Regions from separate parts of the Canis lupus genome. Here region 1 is linked to region 2. Evidence: chromatin contacts called from public Hi-C data. All regions are on one chromosome and are shown on one strand. Each heading gives the region's core, a stretch centred on a gene start, on an enhancer-like site or on the middle of the called end of the contact. The rest is flanking DNA. Distances are from core to core; before and after follow the strand shown. Region 1 has its middle 290 kb from the start of ETS1. Region 2 overlaps ETS1 (protein C-ets-1).

Region 1 (5,331 bases), core at 848-3,347, 190 kb after region 2:
TGTCTACTACAGAGTGAAAAATGTGCTTTTTATATTCTACAGTAACTATAACATACAGATAAAAAAAGTGACTAACTCTAGCTAAATTTTGAAAAAGGCACTTCAAAGCCTTTCAAGTACGTTCACACGTACTTTCTCCTTTGATTCCTCTAAGTTTGTAAAACAGCGCTGACTCCATTTCAGATATGAGAAAATGGAGGCCCCCCAAAAGTGAAGCAGCATGCACAAGGCCACACAGCTCACAGGGACTGAGCTGAAACCAAAACTTGACTGTAGATGGTATGCTTTTCTCACTCTTACAAGTAAGGGAGATAAAAGTGGGTTGGCCACCCAAGTGTTTATTATGATGCATTTCAGAATACCAGGCCAAAAATCAAAGAAACAACCCGCCCCCCCCCCCCTAAAGATCAAAGCATCCCCAAACACAAACCCCCAGAAAGAAGGAATTTTTTTTTTTTTTCCTTCAAGGAGGCAAATAGAGATGGAGACCTGGCTGATTTCACATGGTAGTAGCACTCACCTCTGACTGGCCTCACGATCTCCCAGCTCTTCCTAAACCAAGGCTCTGGGGGCACTAATTAATCAGGCTTAAGGTCCTGGAATGTGTCTAGTCTCCTATACCCACTGATTGCTGATTTAAAGATGTGAATCCACTTGATTATCTAACAGTTAAGGAGAAGCAAATCTAAATTTCAATGACACAGAGACGAGAGCCCAAGGTGACACCTAAGACTATAAGTGGCAATTAATTAGACAGATAGCATCTTACATGTCTATGTCTTCCTCTGTGAGATTTCTGTTCATGTCTTTTGCCCATTTCATGATTGGATTGTTTGTTTCTTTGGTGTTGAGTTTAAGAAGTTCTTTATAGATCTTGGAAACTAGCCCTTTATCTGATATGTCATTTGCAAATATCTTCTCCCATTCTGTAGGTTGTCTTTGAGTTTTGTTGACTGTATCCTTTGCTGTGCAAAAGCTTCTTATCTTGATGAAGTCCCAATAGTTCATTTTTGCTTTTGTTTCTTTTGCCTTCGTGGATGTGTCTTGCACTGGGTGTTATTCTGTATGTTAGTAAATTGAACACCAAAAAAAAAAAAAAAAAAAGAAGTAAAAAAAAAAAAAAAAAGATAGCATCTTACATTTGGAAGGGACCTTGCAGGTCTAATCCAATCTGGCTCCTCATATAGTAATCCTCCCACAGCAAGACTTCGCTCTAGAGATTGGAATTTCTGTGTGTCTTGCGGCAGCCATTGCACTATTACTAACTGGGATCTTGTGAGTAGTAGGTCTTGCCTCCATGGGATTGAATTCTATCCCAGTTTTTGACCCAGTTCTGCTCTCTGGCACCATAATGAATATGGTTACTTATGCATTTACACCCTCTTCCCAATATGTGAATTCAGCCCTCATGGCTTTCTTGAAACATCTCCTCTCTAGCAAAATACACTCAGCTTCTCCCACACTTTCCAATTCACTATTTTTAGGCCCTTTCTAGTTTCTTGCTTGGAACAACCCCTACCTATCCACTCATCCATCCGCCTTTTTACTGACATGTCCACGGCTGGATGGTGTCTGTTTCCCTACTTATCCTGACCCAATATTAACATACTTTCAATACCTTTACTGGTCATAAGCTCCATAGCAATGGGGCTATATATATGGTGGTTGGAGATAGCATCGTTCCCTCAGCTCTGTAACCCACTGGAGTTTACCAAATGAGAACTGGTTTTCTTCATGTAATTTACCTCAGAAGCCACACCACCAGCAAGAGGGCCAGAACCAGTTGTCAATGTACAGGCCACAACTAGTACACAATTGTCTCTTTGAACCAATTTTTGCTTCAATAAGCTTTTTATCTATCTAGTATTGCATCTCTTAAAATACAGAGGAAAAAAAAACAGGTAAGAGACTAGTTCGCTAGCAACTTTGACAAATAGCCTTTGAGGCAGACTGAGTGACATTCGGAAAGTTGGTAAAAGCCACCAGAGTCAAAGCAACTTCTCAAAAAAAAAAAAAATTGTGGCTATGCTATGCTCAACCAGGCCACACCTGTTTTGAGAAACCACCAAGTGTTCTACAGATAAACAGAGATGCCAGTTCTGACAGTCTCTAAGGCAACCAGATACCGATCATCATCACACATGTGAGAGGCAGCAGTGACAAACATGAAGCCTCGTTCTCTCATCTACTCAATGGTGTGGCAGCAGATGGAGACAACTCTGCCTAGGGAGCCCATCACACATCCAAGTTCAGACTCTAAGGTCTAACTGTAGTGGGGAGAATCCTGCAGTTGGGGAAATAGCTGAAGGATCTGACCCCACCCCCTAAGCAGGCACCCTGTCACCTAAGGTGGACTTCAACATGGACTTCTGGGCAAAAAAGACAAAGAAGTAGCTCCTGTCAGTGTTCCCATTTGCTCACTTGCAAAATAAACAAAATGGGTATGTGGTTAGAATCTTGAGGGTGTAAGCTTGGTGAGAAGTCAGTGAATTTGGACACAAAGAGATCATTTATCTAATTTGGCTCCGTAGTGAATAGATTGGATTTTACTTAAGAAATCACCATCAAAATGCACCCAGGTCCCTCTTTTCTGAGCATTTATATCTATTAGAGATGTATGATATCACACTTTCTCATTTTGTGACATTTCCAACTTGTGATATTTTAACAAGAATGATGCAAATGAGCATTTTGCAAGAATTTGGCAGATGCAGGATAGATCCAGGAGTTGGCATGGGTGCTCATATGCTGCTTTCGAAATCATTTCATTGTGGTTACTTATGCCTGGGTTTTCTTGATCCCTAGACTTTGTGCTGCTCTGTCTTAATCGTTGGTGCCATTCCCACCCTTCCTGGTGTCATGTTCTGTACCTCGTTGGTACATAAGAAATAACTGTTGAACTGAATCACTATGTTGCTTTGAGGAGATAAGGCTCAAAGACAAGGTAAACTGAAATCTCATGGCTCAGGAAATGGGAAAACACACTGCAAAGATAGACTAATTAATGATTCAATGAACCTTGAAAAAAATAGAATCATAAATATCAATGACAAGTATTAGTTTATGAAGCCTAATTATAAACAGTGACAGAATAAATAAATTAATTGATCCAACTGGTCAGATAGCAACCATCTTTATTAAAAGGTCCTGAGCAGGGTAAGAATAGTTCAACAGAGATGGGTGGAGGGCAAAATGTCTAGAATTAATCATGGTGGTAAATATAACCAGTTTTATATCAACACCAAGATGTGCATAGTAGAGACATCAAAATAAAATTCTAAATGTCACCTAGTCAGTGTTTATTTTATATTTTACTGCCACAAACTTATGAATAAGCAAAGAGACAAAACCAAAATCACACCAAGTCCTATCACCAAGAAATAAAATAGCTGTTTGAGTATTCTTTCTATATACATCCTCTGAGTTTGTCATTCTCTGCAAATAACACAATACATACCACACATATACACACATGCATACCTTTTTTAAAAAATTGGGCTAACATACATGTTTTGTAACTTGCTATTTCACTTGACAGTATAGCAGATCATGTTTGCCTGTTATTTAAATATTCTCTATTTTCATGACCATATACTATTTCATTATAATTATGTATCATACATATTATGTATTAATGGACATTTAGGCTGAGTCTAAGGTTTTTTCCCATTGTTTCTCTGTTATGCCTATTGTTAAGTCTTCTGGCAAATTTAAGAAATTTATTTTCTTGCTAGCCGCATGTCAATGGGCCTTTTATCTTCTACTCTAGGAGGAAGTGTGAACATAGCTTAAAAATGACATGATACACATCTTTCTAATAATTTAGGAACACTTACTATTGAAAACTAAGAAGGATTTAAGGGAAGTGACTTATTCATCACATCTGTCTACATTGATTAAACCCCTAGAGTTGATCGTTATAACCCTGAAACATTTTTTTAAACATAAGGTTTAGAATTAGTTTAGAATAGTATTATCCCAAGATATTTTTACATTACTCAAGGTTAAGTGAATATTATTACTATGAGAAAAAAAATCCTCAAAATTATGAATTCTTATTTTTTAAAAGTGAAAATATGAGTAAAAATACTTATATTTGTAATTTCCATCAGGTTTTATCTCTGTTATCCTTCTCCAAAGATGTCCTATAAGCATCCTGGTTGTGCTTCATACCTGGGAGACTCTACTGGCTACTATTTCCAGTTTTGTCTTTTGCTTTTCTCCTTTGAAGCAGATGATGGTTCAGCTGATGAGAACACTAACAAGTGAGGTGAGGGCAAAGCTGTTCCCTTTGGGTTATCTAGTTTTGAGTAGAAGATCAGACTCTCCGCCACAGACCCAGGTCATCTGTTTCCCATCACCTAGTCAATGAAAGAAAAGATGGAGGTTGGATGGTTCAGGACAACTTGTCACCACAACTAGAAACAGTGCCTAGCTTAGAAGCTGAACTGACTTTGGGTCAGGAGTGTCATCCTGACATGCAAGATACAGCAGCTTTTTCACTCAACAGCTTCCTCATGGGTCTTTTACTCAAGTGCTTGGAAGTATGATAATCACGGCGTAGGCTTAGGGCTGGCAACCATATTGTGAAAACTAAGAAAAAGAAACTTTGTTTAGGATGGAGTCAGGAGGCCAGCAGGGGGAGCCCTACAACTCAATTGCAGACCCAACAGGAAGGGACCGATCTTGCAGGTGACTATTACTCTCTCAGTTGCAGGAAGGAAGGAATTTTTTCCTCCCCAGGCAACACCCCAACCAATAAGAGTCCGTCACAGCTCAGCCAATGAAAAGCAACTATACTTTGAAATCCTAGGTTACTCCAATGGACTTTTTGTTTTTAACAAATTTTTAAACAAGTTTTTAACAAACAACCTTCCCAATGTCCCCCTTTTTGTTTATAACAACATTCCCAATGTCCTCCCCTCTCTGTTCTTTGTTCCCTGGACTTGCTTATGGTTTTGCCAAAGTTTGTCTGTCCTAGATTGCAATTCTCTGCTATTTTTGAACAAAAGTATTTTTGCTGGTAAAATAACTGGCAGTTTTATTTTTAGGATTGACAATATTTAGATAGAAACAGCATAATTCTTACTTTAAAATGTCCTCGGGTGCCTGAATGACTTAGTCCCTTAAGCAGCCAACTCTCGATTTTGGATCAGGTGATGATCTTGGGGGTCCTGGGATTAAGTCTTGAGTTGGGCTCTGTGCTTCACTAGGGAGTCTGCTTGAGGATTCTCTCTCTCCCCCTCTGAATGCTACTTGCATTCTCTTTCTGTCTCCCTAAAATAAATAAATAAATCTTTAAAAATAAATAAAATGTCCTCATTTGTAAAA
Region 2 (4,782 bases), core at 2,219-4,718:
CAGTGAAATAGAATCAGACCACTCCATACAATGGTCAAGGTCACACCCATTGGGCTCCAGGGTGATGAGAGGATCCTCGAGCTCACCTTAATTCCGCGGAGGGCCTGTCTGTGCTCCATTCCTTTCTCATTCCAAGAGGAGGTGGCACCTGGTTGCCAACAGCAGTTGGTGATACTGTCCTCTGTCTCTGCGTGAGCCCAGCCATATCCACCAACTTGTCACCTTCCCAGTATTCCTGTTCTTCTCTGGGCCTACCCCTTGAAATCTGGGGGTGATGGAAAAAAAAACAACCCAAAAACTAGACAGCTTTTGGAAGAAGTGGAGGCTATAAAATCTACCTACCTAAAGATTGTAATATATTTCTGAAAAAATTTTGGAACCGATCAGTTTGAGCGTTGGGGACCGATTTGGGGTAGCTTCCCCAGATGTCTTGAAGCCTCTGATGGTAATGTGTTACATGCGTGCATCAGAATGAGGGTGGGATGCCTTCCCAACCCTTAGAGATTACTCACTGGTGCTGCTTCCAAGATATTAAATCCCATTTTGCAGCTACTGAAATAATAGACTTAGCCATACTTTTGTGATCTCATCTCTAGACAAGGCCCCAGTCAGGGTAGACTCAGACACCAGCTCAGTTAATGAAAATGCCGATTTCTTAGAGGGACTGAGATCACTGCGGCCCTTGTGTCCAAGGTCCTCGTAGGCCAAACGTTACTTGCATGTTGACCTTTTCGTTTGGTTCCCTGCCCCGTCTGTTACAGAGGATGTGAAACCGTATCAAGTGAATGGAGTCAACCCTACCTATCCAGAATCCCGCTATACCTCGGATTACTTCATTAGTAAGTTCCTCTTCCACTCTTCTCTCGTTTGGCTTGCTATGGTGAGAACCTAGGAGAGGATTCCTGACCCAGATGCTCTCAGGCTGTTTCGTGGTGATTCTCCGGAAAATAATATTGGCTTAAATGTAGCCTCTTTGTCACTTATTTTGTTATCTCCACGAGGCACGAGGCTTCAACCTAGCTACATGTTGATATGTTTATTAACTACACACCAGGATCTCTCCTGATACCTTCAGCAGGAAAACCATGTGGGGGGGCCCATGACTTGACCCCTGAACTTTGTTTTTTAAATTTTTTTTTTTTTAATTTTTATTTATTTATGATAGTCACAGAGAGAGAGAGAGGCGCAGAGACACAGGCAGAGGGAGAAGCAGGCTCCATGCACCGGGAGCCCGATGTGGGATTCGATCCCGGATCTCCAGGATCGCGCCCTGGGCCAAAGGCAGGCGCCAAACCGCTGCGCCACCCAGGGATCCCTTGACCCCTGAACTTTGATCTTACTTGATGCTGTGTGCCCTGGTGGCCATCAGAGGTTTGGGTTAGGGATTTGGTTGTGGCTCTTGTTCTTTCCCTTTTACTAGTAGCTATGACAACATTGCCTCCGATCATTCCTCGAGACTGTGCCATGTAGCTTCAGATTCCATTACAGAAAACAAAGCCTTCTCCCTTCTAATAGGTGATACGTAACTATACTGGAGAGGTGGCCAGAAGAGCATTAGGGTAGGGCTGTTCTTATCCAGTGGCCTTGCTTTCAAACGGAGTCTTGAGCAGGTTTGTTTTCATTTTACCCTTTTACTTTATTATGATTTTTATTCTAATAACACCAATGATATTAAGTACTGAGATGCCAAGAGTTTATCATGTGCCAGAGGTATCGGTAGGCCTTTTACACATATGCCCTCATTTGCTCTTCATCACAACGCTCTGAGGGAGATTGCAATCATCCCTATTTTAGAGATGTGTAAATTAAGCCAGAAAAGGGAAGTTATCTTGTCAAGGAAGTATCTTGTTAAGTAGTGGAGCAAGGTTAAACACCCAGGCCCTTCTCACTGAAAATATGTTCCTTTCATTCTCTAAGGCAGAGTTTGTTTTCATCTTGTGGGGCTGTTGTGAATGGTGAAGACCCGCCTATTTATTTTGGGTACAAATTGGCCCTCTCTCCAACGGCACATGTTCTGTTTCCAGGTTATGGTATCGAGCATGCTCAGTGCGTTCCTCCCTCGGAGTTCTCAGAGCCTAGCTTCATCACAGAGTCCTACCAGACACTCCATCCCATCAGCTCGGAGGAACTCCTCTCCCTCAAGTATGAGAACGACTACCCCTCGGTCATTCTCCGGGACCCTCTGCAGACAGACACCTTGCAGACTGACTACTTTGCCATCAAACAAGAAGTTGTAACCCCAGACAACATGTGCATGGGGAGGACCAGTCGTGGTAGGTCAGATTTCTTCTCTAGGAGCTCTTGGGTTTCCAAGAATTACCTGACTGTGAGTTTTTCAGGCCCCATCTTTTTTCCTTTGCCACGGGCCCTGAGTTTCAGCCTTTCCATTAGAATGTCTAGATTCTAAGAGCTTTCCAACATGGAAGTTTAGCCAAGTCTACCGTGATGGCAAAGACCATGTGTCCATGGTGGACTTGGAACTATTTGGGTAAAACATTTTATTAAATGGTAAGTCTAGTTGAAGATGGTTGTTTTTTTAAGGTATGATTTATCTTCTTTGAGAGCATTTTGCTTGGGGAAGACACAAATGGTTCAGGTGACCCTCCTCGAAAGCCCTTAGCTTCCCATGCATCCTAGTGATCCTCCCAGAGTAATCCCACGGCAGACTGCAGACCCCGGCTTGGTATCTGGGTGACCTCTGCTTCCCAGCCTGGGCTCTCTAGCCTCCTGTGACTTCTTTGGTTTGGGAAGATACAAGATGGTTAACCAACGGTTTATTTGGAACCGGTCATCAGCAGTGTGGTGAAAGTGTGTATTTAGCTGGAGGACCAGGGAAAGAGGTGGCCAGAGGCTTCCAAAAGAAGGTACTCTTGTTGACATGACTATTATGACAATGGTAAAATATTCACTGACAGTGAAGTAAGCGTTTCAAAATAGAACTGACTGACTTTATAAAGCAAAGAAAAAAAAACAAAAACCAAAAGGGTAGGTACACCCAAATTTAAGATCAGGACATGAACGCTCAGAGGCGCAGCCCGCCTGAACAGATGTCCAGATTGTTTTGTGTCTGAGAAAAGTGCAGTCCTCTGTAAGGAGGGATTCGTTCATCGAGGAAGAACTAGCCGATTTCTAGAGAGTTGAAATAAAAAAAAAAAAAGACTTTTCCAGTGGATCTAGGGGAAAAAGCTATGAACAGGAAGAGGAACAGGGGAAGCTCATGTGAGCAGCGCTGAGGCGTTTGGTCACAGAAGGCAGGCTTGGCCGGCCCCGTAGTGGTTTCTGCTCAGCGCTGACCCTGCTGCCTCTTCTGAGTCTCTCAGGAGGGAGCCCAAAGACATCTTTACTTTGAAGAATCACTGTACAGGCACTGGGGGCCATACACATTGTCGTCTTCTTCGAGTGTCAGCCTCACGCTTCCTCCCAGCAGGCCCTAGGATGAGCAGAGGGAAAGTCCCTAGCAAAATCTGAACCTGCAATCTTCCTTCTCAGGGCCCCAGGGTGTTTGTGTTCAGACCGAAGGGGATGGGTGGGACCAGTTTTGCCTTCCCCTTTCTGACTTTTTTATTTTTGGATACAAGTCTATTTAAATATATACACACATGTATGTGTATCTTTTTTTTTTTTTTTTTCTCTCGGGCAGGTCAAAGCAACAAAATGACTTTCTTTCTCTTGGGGCTTTCTGTACATCTAGGTGATGAGGCCGGGTCTGAGGGCTGGGCTCATCCCCGGCGTTACTTGGGTAGCTCTGCTGTCTCCTTGTTTTTAAGTCGCGTCTGGCTTGGCTTTCGTGGGATTGTCCCTCCTCCGGCCCCTTCTGTTGGTTCTGGGTTTTGGTCCTGACCATCCTTCCAACCCCACGTCTGTGACTGTGGACCAGGCAGTGACCCGCTCCAAGGGGCACGAGGTGTTTCTTTCTGACCTCGCGGCCTGTCCCTTGCAACAACCTGGCCATGTGCACTGGAGAGGAAGACCTCGTTGTTCACGGCTGCTTTGGCACGTGAGGAGTCCTGCAGACCTGACATCTTCTGGGGGCCGACCGCGTCTGACGTGGTGTGGTTGGCTAGACCCAAGGCCTCACCGCTAGCTGATTACTAGTAGCAATCATCCTGGTGCCCGTGTACTGCATGGTAGCGTACAAAGTGCTTCTGTGTCCCATGTCTTTGGACTCTGAGTACTGTCTTTGTGCCAGTCTGTCCAGCGGGTTGCTGTGGGGCCACCCCGTCTGCTATGTAGAGTGCTCTGAGGTCTGTTTGGGGGAGTCAGATGGCTCTGGAAGGGCCGTGCTCTGAGACCTGTCACAGAGAAGCTGGCCAGTGGACGTCTGAGAGGACACATGCTTCCCTGCAGGAGCACAGTAGCCTAACTGAGTGCCTAATCCAGTTGGATTCAACCCATTTTTGGAGAGAATACCCGTAAACGAAGGTTCCCAGCTCCAGGATTGTGAAATAGAGCTAAAATGAAAGCAGCCTACTGCTATAAACCGCAACTCTCAACAGAGTTACATTTGGCTCATGTTTGAGAGGCTGCCAGAGGGTGGTTATGGCCTAGTTTAGTGCCCTTGCTTCTTGGGGCTCCTTGGAAACTCGGCTCTCCTGCTTGTGGAAACTCCAGTCTCCGTGCCCTCCGTGCCAAATAAAAAAGTGACTGATAGAGATAGAATCGTTTCAGAGAGAGATTGGAACATAAATACTGCCTACATACTGGTGCCGTGGTGGGGTGTTCTTCACGAAAAGATGACTTCTCTTTCTTAGGCTGGTGGTGGGTTTGCCTCACAAAGAAGTG

The links. Hi-C and Micro-C count contacts between places; a contact is called where the count stands out from the background.
Region 1: a contact with region 2 is called in a Hi-C map of blood, with 2.9 times the contacts expected there. The contact joins two enhancer-like sites. A contact is called at or near these places in 2 of 9 Hi-C or Micro-C datasets (both in blood).

What each region holds. Positions count from the first base shown.
Region 1 is chr5:6,372,369-6,377,699 of UU_Cfam_GSD_1.0, forward strand. No RefSeq gene overlaps it. Among named protein-coding and RNA genes, the nearest start is that of ETS1, 290 kb to the left of the region's middle. Within about 2 kb of position 2,098, at least 2 of the 20 cell types and tissues checked have an H3K27ac peak or open chromatin away from gene starts, as enhancers often do. A contact at or near this core is called in blood, where this site is marked.
Region 2 is chr5:6,185,548-6,190,329 of UU_Cfam_GSD_1.0, forward strand. It overlaps ETS1 (protein C-ets-1), which reads left to right. Exons shown (of 10, transcript XM_038535669.1): 7 at 762-839; 8 at 2,025-2,273. Among named protein-coding and RNA genes, the nearest start is that of ETS1, 100 kb to the left of the region's middle. Within about 2 kb of position 3,469, at least 4 of the 20 cell types and tissues checked have an H3K27ac peak or open chromatin away from gene starts, as enhancers often do. A contact at or near this core is called in blood, where this site is marked.